2 separate regions of the Anser cygnoides genome follow, and region 1 is linked to region 2. Evidence: chromatin contacts called from public Hi-C data. All regions are on one chromosome and are shown on one strand. Each heading gives the region's core, a stretch centred on a gene start, on an enhancer-like site or on the middle of the called end of the contact. The rest is flanking DNA. Distances are from core to core; before and after follow the strand shown.

Evidence for each region. A called contact is a pair of places that touch in the nucleus more often than the background predicts.
Region 1: a contact with region 2 is called in a Hi-C map of liver, with 2.2 times the contacts expected there. The contact joins the enhancer-like site here to the promoter of EDA2R in region 2. A contact is called at or near these places in 4 of 7 Hi-C or Micro-C datasets (granulosa cells and liver).

What each region holds. Positions count from the first base shown.
Region 1 is chr13:21,512,508-21,518,674 of Taihu_goose_T2T_genome, forward strand. No RefSeq gene overlaps it. Among named protein-coding and RNA genes, the nearest start is that of EDA2R, 60 kb to the left of the region's middle. Within about 2 kb of position 4,059, at least 1 of the 3 cell types and tissues checked has open chromatin away from gene starts, as enhancers often do.
Region 2 is chr13:21,453,293-21,459,170 of Taihu_goose_T2T_genome, forward strand. It overlaps EDA2R (ectodysplasin A2 receptor), which reads left to right and starts at 1,920. Exons shown (of 9, transcript XM_067004827.1): 1 at 1,920-2,124.

The sequences.
Region 1 (6,167 bases), core at 2,809-5,308, 61 kb after region 2:
GCAAATATAACCAAAGTCAAAGAAGAGTGTACACAACACTTTTTTCTGTCATTAATGACAAATTTTTATTCAGACTTAAGAAAATTACCACATTGTACAAGCAAGCTGCTTAGTTTTTCTTTTCTGTTCCTCCCATTTTATTTCAGAGAGGATTTTATTTCTATAATGAATTTTGCACTTTTTGGTGTGTTTATTTTTCTAAGAAATGCATCCATTAAAAGACTTTCCTTGTAGCCTGAAGTATGACTTTACCAGTAAAAAAATCTCCACCATAAAGATGATGTTACTTAATTAACTGATTGCAGAAGGCCAAGTGGAATTAATGAGACTTCTCCAGCCTTTACGATTCATAAATGACTAGGAACAGCCTGGACTGGGGTCGTGTTCCTATTCCAAGTCTATAACAGTCAGGCCCAGAAAACATTGAAGTGTGTTTTTCTGGGGGTCCATACCTACCCAATGTGGAGATTAACTTCAGACAGTTTGTACCTAATGCAACTTCAGCTGCTGCTGGAGGAAGAGAAGCAAGAACAGAATTGCTCACTGCAAAGCCATGCATTCGGGAAGCAGGAGAAGTGGTTCTGCCTCAGGAGCACGGCAAAAGGAAGGTCCACGCTGTCACCGTTGGCCCAAAGAGGCAAACAGAAAACAAATACCCTCCACTGGTTTTGCACCAATCTTTTCTGACAAGGTAGAAGCAGATCACAGGGTCAATTTGGGAGCACTATCAAGTGGAAGTATTAAGACATTAAATGCTTTTCTGACATGGAGTGAAAGTTAAAATCGCATTAATACTTGCAGAACTGGGTTACAGGAGGCTTCCATTCACAGGCTATCAAGAAACCCAAACATATAATTCATATCGGTTTCGGTGTCGTTTTCAGATCTTTAACTTTTGTTAAGCAATTTGCAGAAACCTGAGAAAGACTCCAAGAAAAAAAAAATCTTTCTGATCATTCTCCAAAGCCTGTATTTTTCTTTGACTGTTTTAATATTTGTTTGTATTTTAGCAACTGCATAACCAATCCAAACTTGTCTCCAAGTTGACAGAATTACTAGGATGTAGGCAGTTCTAACAACTGCTTGCTGAACATTATACAAATACAGGAGGAAACTATGACAGAGAGTGCAAGTCTGTAACTTGCCTCCAGCGCTCTGTGCCTGCGCTGCAGGCTATGCTCAGCCGAACGGGACAGGCCAGCCAGCAAACAGGAACTCCTGATGCTATCCAAGATGCTGCCTTCGAGGCTGGATGGAAACTTCCAGAAGGAAGTCAGGATTGCACACATCTCAGCACCTGAATAAACCCAGTTTTGAAGAAGCGTCTGGATCAGAGCCTGGGAAACAGGGAAGCAGGAAACCAACAAACGGAGAGCGTGGAGCAGGGAACCCGCAGATTCTGTGGGAGACGCATGCGGGCCGAGAGCTCCAGAAATGGGATGAGTTAACAGGGTCGGTCTGTTAGTTCGCTTTTGGGGTGGTTCCCCCACCCCGCAGCCCACGGGTGAGCTCCTGCCAGGCCCCGAGGCAGCAGCGGAGCGGCGCAGAGGTGACACCTGGTGGCCGGGCAGCGGCGGCGCCCCGCGGGGGGCATCGGGGGGGCATCGGGGGGCATCGGGGGGCATCCGGGGGGCATCGGGGAGCATCCCGGGGGGCATCCCGGGGGCATCCCGGGGGGCATCCCAGGGGCATCCCGCCGGGCGTCCCGGCCCGACCGCGCGCGGGGAGCTCAAAGGCTGAGAACTGGCTGTGCGGCGGGGCTGAGGAGCCCGTTCCCCGAACCAGCACGAATCCTTCTTGCTGCTTGCTTGCCAGCTCTCTCCTCCTGGGACAAGTGCCCAGACACTCAACTGGGACAACCAGAATAGAAACTCTGGAGCTGGGTTTATAAAAGCAAGTCTTTGTATGGTCCCTGCCAAAGTCCCAGGCATACACCACGCACATTCCTGTGCGAGACCGTGTATTTCTGAGTGTTGTCCCCACCCCTCAGGCAGCAGAGGAGATTCACTGCCTCCAGTGGAGATGCTCGTGGGGCTCAGCTGCACCAGCTTGGAGTGGGTGCATCTCTTCCTACTTAGGTGGCCATGCTGATAGATGATTAGTCCTCTACTAGACCGCTAAGTAACTGATTCATTTTTAGATGATTTTTAGTTTCCACATAAAGTAGAAGAGCTTTCCACGGGAGGGTCTGTCTCAGTCTTCCTGTGTGGGCGTTTGCTGGAGGCAAAGAAACTCTTCAAGGAAGCAAGGCTCGCAAGGAGATCTTCCCACTGAGAACAACTTCCCCTTGCTGGGCAAATGATTTAGTTACACAGTTTGGATACGAGTGTAGCTGTGAGAATCACTCCAATTCTGCCTGCAGACAGCTGGTGTGCCTTATGAAAGCTTACCTGACCAAGCCACTCAGAAGACACCACTGAAAAGAATCTCTTTTCTGTCTCTTTATTCAAATTACCAATTTCCTAAGTGTACTGCCTCTTTTCAAAGTGCGTGGCTTTCATGTGCAAAGCACGTGGCGAGAGGGAGGAGGGGGACAGCACTGGGGTTATTGGGAGAACCAGAGAGGCATGCTCTACCACCGGAGCTTTTGGGGTTTGCTTCTGCTGCCACAGTATTCCCTCAAGATAGATGAGGACACATGCATAACGGTGTCAGCCAGTTATGCTCCTGGCCCTTTAAGCCTCAATCTGAAATGTAATACTTCAGGAATATTATGGTTTAAACAATTTTAGTCAGTGAGTCAGTTCTGGATTAGCAGCCCACAGAGGGAGGGTAATCACTCTCTCTCATAAATTAGCAACCAACAAGCTCTTTCCTTTGATGAATGTTGTTTTAAAGACTCATCTCACTTATTAGCTCCAAGCACACTGACCATTAATCATGGCAAAGGAAAAATGCACCCTCCTCCCCCTCATGGCTTTGTTCCTAGGACGACTAGCTCAGCCTCACCAGGAGACAAAACAAATAGGAAGAAGAGACCAGAAAGGACAAGGTCCCACCAGTCACATGGAGAAGTGGGGATCATTATGGGAAGGTCACCTCAAGTAATGGGAAGGATGGGAAATAGCACAAGTGCTTGCAAGACTTCGACCTAAAAATATTCAAAAACAGCTAAACCTTTGCCTGTCTTCAGAAAAGATCCTGTACCAAAATACAGGCAGTTCCAAATCTGGGTAGAATAGGCCCTAGTGGCCTTATCCTGACACCAGCTTATTGATTGCCACACACCCTCTCGGTTTCACATGACCCATATTTACTTTCATTGACTTTGGCTATTTTACCAGTAATTAACTCCTTCACTGCTTAAATGAGCTCTTCATTTTCACTACAAATCTGTACCTGTAGTGTTCTAAGCAAGCTGTGATTTACTGAGGGGGAATAGCAGTTAAATAGACCATGACAGCAGGTGAAGCTGCTAATGAGCAGAGAATTTCCTTGCACCTGGTTTGGATTTCATTTCTCAGTCTCCAGAAACTGAAACAAAAATCTGATTTTCCAGTCCGGGGAGGGAGATTTTAACTTGGTGATACCACTGAAGAGCCTCTGGGTTTGACTTTGAGCAGAAAGTCCCAGATGGGTCCATTAAGTGTGTATTTATTCTAACTTGCAAGGCATCATGGAAGGGTGGTAACTGCAACAAGTGCCAAAATGTGATCCAATCTCATATAAGATCTTGAACCAAATTTGTGATCTAATTCTGCTAGTTCCTGCAAACTTAGAAAAGGTCTGCCCCTCTTGTTTGTTTCTATGAGGGACATATTTCAAATGAGGCTTTTATGCTTATATACATATAACCATGTGTATATACACACATACACACACACACATTTTCCAGGGGGAATAATGGGGAATCATCCTTTCTAAAATGTCATGGAACTAAAGAATGATGTTGCTTCATATTCGATTCAGAGCATGGGGAAGAATTCATGCCTGGTTTAGAAGGACTCATGAAAATGCCTTTTTTTTTTTTCCTTGCCTGATCTGGCAGATGCTCAGCCCTTTTAAGAACTACACTGCCCAGATGTTCTGCTCCCATTATGATGTGAGTAGCAAAGGAATGCTGGTGACTCATAGCTGATTGCGTGCTCACAGCATCATTTCTATTTATTCCTCATGGGCTTCTTGCCACCTTAATGTTGTCGCAGCTTGCATTAACAAACACATGCTTATTTGGAACCTTTTAAAAAAAACCTCTCAATTCTTCCAGGTGACATCCATCTTTCTGGAAACACTTTTTTCTGCCTACTCAGTAGTGTCTCCAAATGTCTTGAACCCATTCTTCTCTACTGAGACCCCTTTCTAAACTGGACTTTCATTTGGAGATTGATCATTTAAGATGCTAGGCAAAGTTTTAAGATTTACAGTCAGTGCTAATCTTTTAGACTTCCCCATTTACCCAAGAGGTTGAAGACTCTACCAACAACACTGCTTCTAGAACTGCTTATTATTACTTCAAACCACTGCTTTCTTCTTACTAAAATGTAATGATTGGCAAATCAGTAAGATACATTGAAAAGGGAAAGTAAATTTTCACATTGCTTATGTTTCACCACTATCAGCAGAGATAGGATTTCAGTTTTAAACTTCATATGATGATGGGATATTGCTGCAGCATCCTCTCCTCCAAAAGGGCTCAAAACACATTAACCAAGGAAATTACTGTAGCATGTATTGGTTAAAATGAAGTGTCTGATGCCTGCTAACACTCATGGCAAGGTGATTCCTCTTCTCCAATCCCATAATCCCAGAAAAGTTTTATAAGGATTTTTAAATCCCTGTTTAGAACTCATTGATATTTGTTTCAATAGGGTTTAAATCAAGTAATAAAAGATCTGGCAATCTTCCCATGAAGAATCAGGGCCAGATCGGATGGGGCTTTGAGCAACCTGATCTAGTGGGAGGTGTCCCTGCCCATGGCACAGGGGGTTGGAATTAGATGGTCCTCAAGATCCATTTCAAACCAAACCATTCTATGATTCATTGGGCCCAGCAAAGTACCAGTAGTTTTGCAATCCTTTCTTCACATTGTTTCAGCATTTTACATTTCAAAACCTTTTCTTGGGGCCTACATTATTTTACAAAGTGCTCCCTGAAGAAGTAAAAGAAGAAGCTTATAGGAGATCATACTAGGCCAGCAGGTTCATTAGCAAAGGCATTAAAAGCAAGTTTGAATGTTTCAAAATCAATATAGCCAAACTGTTGTGTCTCTCAAGCCTTTAGAATTGTCCATCCATGGGAGGAAACTGGGGCAAGTGCCTGGTTGCACAGACTGCACCAGAGGAAGCAATTTTCCAGGGGACAAGAACAGCAGAGGAGGAACAAGGTGCATCTACAGCAGGGATTAATTTATTTCTTTGTGGGCATGCTAAATCAGTGAAAAAAATCTTTAAGCTGGGAGTGATGAAGTTGGTGACATGAACCCACAGGTGGGTTCAGGCCACAGCAACCTGACAGGAAGCCTTAACACAGGCAGTCAAAGGACAGACAGGGAGAAAAATTATGGCTCTTCAATGTCTGTGTCCTAATGAAAGAAACACAGGCTCTTTGCTTAGAAGAGCAAGAGATTCCTATAAAAAAAAAAAACAAAACTGTTCAAGCAGAAAACAAGGTGTCCACAATAGGAAATTATAAAATATTATTTTAAGTTTCTTACAGAAAATTTTTCACCTGAGGTTTATTCAGTTTAAAATAGCTTAAAATATAAACAATACTATGTAAAAAACCTTGATTTTTACATGGTAGCTGGTGATTCCTTTTTCTGGCTAGATCTCCAGTGAAACAAGTTTTTTCATAAAACATTTTTCAAGTCTTGTGGGACAGACAATTAGCATACTGGCTTCATGTGCTCTTAATACTTTCATTTCCTGCCTTAACTCCCTGTGACAAGTTATCCCAGGCATTTTTGGGAAACTTGCAGGAAGTTTGCAGCAGCAGAGGCTGATGAGGAACAGCAGAAACCCCTGGGATCCCTACTTCTGCCCCATACATTGGTTATAGATCACTTCATCTCTAGCAAGTGATGCCAAAACCAAAATCACCAGGTCCACCAGCAGCACAAGCAGATCCAGTTACCACTCGCTAAAGGTGCTCAAAGCCACTTCTGCCACAGACCTGCTGGGAGCCCTGGGCAGGGTAAAGTTCTGTACAGATACGACTGTGTGGACATT
Region 2 (5,878 bases), core at 670-3,169:
AAACTGGAGAAATGTCGGCCTGGCAGGGATGAGACTTCACCTGAACACTGTGCTGGGCATTTCCCTTGGAGCACCTCCTCCAGGTTTCAGCTGGATGCCAGGTGCATCACAGCATGTGCAAAGAGGGGAATTCTGCACCACTCCCATCGCATTTCATGACCTCCCCATGTGGTTAAAATATGATTTGTGAAGTCTTAGGCAGGGTTGGGCAGAGTGCTGATCTGAAGTGGAGGGAAAGGTGTAAGGTGTCCAAATGGCTGTGATTTCTTCACCACATCTTGTGCCAAGTGCATGATTAAGCTGTTTCAGCTGGGGGATTGTGTGTTTGTGTGTGTCTGCATGCAGGTGGGGTGTTTATGGTCTGCAATTGCCCCCACGATATATTCGTGCCTGGAGTTGGGGCCCTCTACTGTTGTAAACATTCCAGTGTATAAGAAAAGCTTGTTAAACAGATTCCCTTCTTCGGGATTCATGGTTATGCTAATTTTTATTGTAATACAGTAATGCTGCCAATTATGTTTCATAATTATAACTCAATGAAGAGAACGTGACCCCGAACATATCAGGTAATTAGAGTCACACCATTAAATGTCTCAGGACATGTTTCTGTAGGCTGAAGCTAACATCTGAAAGGCCTTAGGCTGTGAAATACATCCAAATCTGTTGGATGTACAGCACTTTACCTACCCAACAGATCCCTTCATCTGGAATATCAGGTGTCTGGCCAACATCACGCAGCCAGTCACTCCTGTGTGCAGTTTCATGAGCCACTACAGCCAGCCTAAGTCTGTGCTGCCACCCAAAGGCCAGTGCTGCACCTCCCCAGGTGGCTGTTAAGCAGTTGCAGACACGCGTGGGGCAGCGCTGCTGCTCGTGCCTGCGGCTGTAAGGTGAGATGGGTCAAGTCGGTGATCTGAATGGGGGAAAAGTAAAACAGGGTAATAACATTTCCAGATCTCTTAGCACTCTGCTCTGGCTCACATAAGGCCACAAAGGGGACAGCATAATCTCACTGAAAGGAGCTGGGAGACAGGGAGGTTTCAGTCTCAGCCCCAGCTCTGGAGGGCCCATGCTGACCACTGAAACGCGCCTTCCCAGCGCCCCAGCAGCTGTGCATTGGCTGCCAGCAGGACCACCACGAACCCCGCGGCTCGGGGAAGCTCTGACTAGGTGGGGCGGTTTGTTCGGATAACCCACCCCGTCGGCACAGTGCGGTGTGCTGGATGCTCTGCCTGCAAGGCTTCCATCTCGATTCAGTCAGCTTCGGAGCAGAAAATAATTCTACATATGACCTCTGCTGACTTAATTTTTCCCAGTTAAACGACTCTCTTATCAGCTCTCCAAAGTGCGGGAGCTGATGGTAACGTCCTTGCCCGCCCTGGCTGTGTGTAAGCCCTGCAGCCGAGCACCCGCTCGCACTCCGCTGCTGCCTGACCGATGCAGGAGCAGCAGCAGCCGCACGGTGCGGGCCGGCTGCACAGACACGGACCTGCGAGAGGCAAACTGCCCGTGTGAGCAGGGAAGCCAGCCCCATCCCTCCGCAGAACGAGTCCAGCTGAGCTTTTTCCCTGTGGAGATTCCATCTTCCAGCTGGCTGAAGGACGGAGCTGTGGGAAATCAGAGGGCCTGGGGACGACGCAGCGGGGAAGGTGGCTGCTGCGTGGGATCTCACGCAACCCCGTCGGGCTGTCCCAGCCTGAGGTCTCCTTACACCCTGCTGGGGGCAGCTCTGAGACTCAGCAAAAGCACCCGCAGGAGAGAGGTCGCCTGAGCCGCGGGGTGCGGAGCCGGAGGGGGGGAGGCAGGGACCCCGCACGCGAGGCCGCCCGGATTCGCGGGACCTGCGATTTGCATAGCCCCGCCCAGGCGGCCCGCGCGGCCAATGGGAGGCGGCGGGGCGGGGCCGCCCGGGTGCGGATCCCGCGCGCTGCCCGCGGCGCGCCTCGCTCCACGCGGCGCCGCGCGCCCTGCCCGGGAGCCACGCGCGCCCTGTCCGGGAGCCACGCGCGTCCTGCCCGCGGCGCGTCCTGCCCGCGGCGCTCTGCCCGCGGCACGCCGCGCGTCCTGCCCGCGGAGCCCCGCAGCCTGCCCGCGGAGCCCTGCCCCACGCGCGCCGGGACGCAGGTGAGTGGCGGAGCCCACGCAGCCGCTCGCCCGCCCGCGGCAGCGGCTCCCGGCGTTTCGCTGGTGCCGGTGCCACCGTCGGGCGGGGGCCGCCGGCGGGTGGCGGCGCCGGGAGCGGCGCAGCGCGCGGTTGCGGCCGCCCCCGGCGCCGTGTCCGGGCCCGTGGCGCCGGGGCCGGGGGTGCCGCGGCCGTGGGGGCCGGTGCGGGGGCGGTGGGACGGGGGCAGCCGGTGGCGGGCCGGTGGCGACCTGGTGGCGAGCTGGTGGCGAGCCGTCGGGCCCCTCGGCGGGGCGTGCCCGGGCATATCCCCGCGCCCTGCCGCCGTCCCCAGGGTGGGCGGCGGGGGGCGCCGGCGGGGCCCGTCTTCGGGCCGGGGTCGGGCCGGCCGCGCGTGGGTGCGTGAGTACCGCTGGCGAGTTGTGCGCAGCGGTTGGTACTCGGGTTACGCGCCCCTTCTCCCTCTCGCCGTACCTGTGCGAGGGTGTTCACAGTTGTAGTAAGAATTGGAGGGAAAAATAGACGCTGCAGGTAACCGGAGTTGTTATTGCAAGCAAGACGGTGACGGTTATGAATGAGTAAACGTGGGGAGGAAAAAAAAAGAAAGGAAAAAAGAAAAAAAAAACAGATAAAAATCAAAGGTTTCATGTAAATTGGTAGGAGTTTTGGAAGTCTTAGTTGAGATATCTCATGAGCCACAGACACCCAAGAAGGATGACCAGAATTTCATTCAGTTTATATGAACATATGTACATGGGGGCCCTGTGATTGAAGGTATCCTGCTACTGAGGGTGTCTGCTCCTCTAGGATGCTCTATTCTTTCCCAGGCCCCATTTGCCCACCGCAGTTTCTCATGCAGCTCCTGCTGGTGTGGGCAGCCCTTCCTTGGGGCCTTTGGTGAGCAGCCGCTGTGGGCAGGGATGAGGCTGTGGCCGGGGGGGTGTTCTGTGGGACTCTAAAACTGAATGGGAACAACAGCGGAAACAGGAGTGATGCACCGTGTCCTGTATTGTGGGTGGTTTTGGTAGAGTTTCAAATATCTCCCTTTGCACTTGGAACGCGAGGAGCAGAAAGTGAACGCTGCAGCCCTGGGACTACTGCAGGGCAGTAAAGAGAGATGCAGCTTCTCCCAGAGTACCTCCCGTTCTCGTCTGCCGTTAGGATGCTTTCCTCTAAAGCAAATATAAGTTTCCAGCCACTCCATGCCAAGTAATTAGTGGACAATTTTGTGATCGGAACTTCCAAACGTGTTGGAAAACATGCTGATTTCCAAAAAGAGCATGGGAAGATCCAGAGTAAGTCCTTTTTTCCCCCTATTTTGTTTCTCTGAGCAGTCTTCTGGTCCACCAGGCATCCCCTAGGGGTGGCAGGTCACTCCCCGCATGCTGGTTAGTGTAGGAAGGCACACAGAAATGCTGCCTGGTGAAAAGGACTCCGGGTTAATGAACGCGAGTGGAGGAATAACTGAGCAAGAGGCTGGGGGTAGACATTGCCATATGCAAGACATGCAGTCATATTTTCCAAATAACCTTTCTTTTTTCCTCCCTCCTTTTCATTTGCAGTTTTTATTTGGGATATTTGTTCTCTAGTTTTGTTTTTCAATACATACCGACATTCCTTTTGAGGTCCTTCCTGCTGGTGCCTCCTGGCTCTGCTAGGCGGTAACTTCATTCATGAGGCCGCCCGTAGGGATCTGCTTGGCCGGCCCCTTGGCTCGAGCAGCCGTGCCCAGGAGCTGTTCCCTGTGCGCGGACACAAGGGCGCCTGAAGCAGGGGTCTTGGCTCAGGGCTCTCCCAGCAGCGGGGGCAGGCAGAGACCCCCACCCCTTCCTCGGGGGGGGCTTGTGTGCCCACGTAGGGGTGGCCCAGGGCAGGGGCTCGTGGGGCTGACCTGCTGCAGGTCCTGCCCTGCCCAACCTCTGTACCTGCTGCGGTGGTGACATGGCAGGGACCAGGAGCAACATCGTTTGTAATTGACTTTTTTTTTGTGTGTACCCTTTCGTTTATTTCCTCCTCCTTTTTATTCCCTACCACAATCTGTTAGCTGGACACAAAAGGGAGTTTATAAATAGTCCAGATTCCCATATAGTTTAATTTTTTTTGAAAACTTAGTTTACACTGGAAAAAGAGAATCAGAGCTCCAGAACTGTCACTGAGGTAAATGATCTGGGACTCGCACTGTAGCTTTGAGGAAATGCTTTTTTATCTGATGATGATGATCTGATGAAATTCATTCAGCAATTCACGTTTTTGCTGTCTCAGTAATAACGCAGCAGGGAGCACACCCTGCTCGCCCAACTCAGGCAAGTTGTCCCGTTAAGACGATAAAAAAGTACGTTAACAAGTTATGACTTTTAAGTTAGAAGATTTCGCATGTCTTGAAACAATGGCAGTACGTTTTGCTGCCTTCCAGCTGACAAGTACATTGATACCATACCATGTTTGTATTCCTCTTTGGCAGTCACCTTTAGATCCTCTGTAGTTTTCAGAGAGGTGGGAGGGTTTTGTTGTTTGTTTTTGTTTTTTACTTTCAGCTAATTAGGGCTAGTCATTTTTGTTGTTTATTAGACAATCAGAAATTGCTGCTTTTCCAGGGCAGTGCTATGTGGTTTTTGATGTGTGCTTCATTTACAAATTAAATGTCTTGGTGTTCTGGTATTGTTAAAATAAGTTTTTTTAAGAAGTACCATCACTTTGAATTTCATGCCAGATATTCAAGAAAGCTTTCATTCCACTTATCATTAAATTGTGGCTTGAGAAACAGCAGGCCTGGTCTATGCTTCACAGTTTTGCGGCGTGGTTGTGGTGTGATGTTTCCCCCACCATCCCTCAGCGATACCGTCATGCTGGCAGGTGTCCTAATGTACGCGTACTTGCACTGGCATAAGATTCCTTTTGCCTGTGTAACTTTCTCTATTTGGCAAACTGCTTTAAGCTGTGCCCCTCCTGGGGAGATAGTCTGGAAGGGATGTGTTCGTATCTGCAAACCCTTCTGACGTGCAGAAAAGTCTGTAAATTCACAAGAGAAAGAGGTCATGTCAGCAGAAGTTGTTTGCATTACAGTTTCACCAAGACTTTCTTTGTCATCTGTATTTCTTTCTTGTATTACGAGGACGCTTTGGAGAGCTGATAGGCAGGCAGCCCGAAGTCTTGCCTTCTTTTCTCTGAGTTCAGCCCCAGGTACCGGCGTACCGGCAGCGCTGGCTGGGCAGCCCGGTGTGATGGGATCCTACCAAGGCCTGGGGGCCTGGGGCTCGGAGCAGCAGCCTGCCAGCCTGCTGGCGTGGTGGCTATCGCCTGTGCTCGGCCTGTCTCCTGGCTTTTTATTTCTCCTCCTTCATTCAGCCCGTAGCAGGAGCCTAATGCTGAACTTGAATGTTTGTCCTTTGACAGTGGCACAGAGGTCCCTCTTCACCACCTTCTGAGATGGTGACAAATTTCCTTTATTTATTCTATAGTGTCAGTAACCTTTACGCTATTTATAGGCTGTGATCGTGCCCCTCCCGAGATGTTTGCAAGATAAATTTAGCTCCCTTAGCTTCTCATTGCCGTATGTCTTCACGTCCAATCCTCGCTGGCTTTCGCTGCCTTTCCTTGTAGCAAGTGAGCCGCTGGCCATGTGCGTGAGCTGCAGTAAGCAGTGACTCACCTTCTAAGCTTGTCCGGGGCAGACTTCATCTCAAATGAATCCTGATGGTTCAGAGACTGGGGAGCCTGGCCAAACGTCTGCTTCCTAAAGGCAGTCTGCATGGGAGT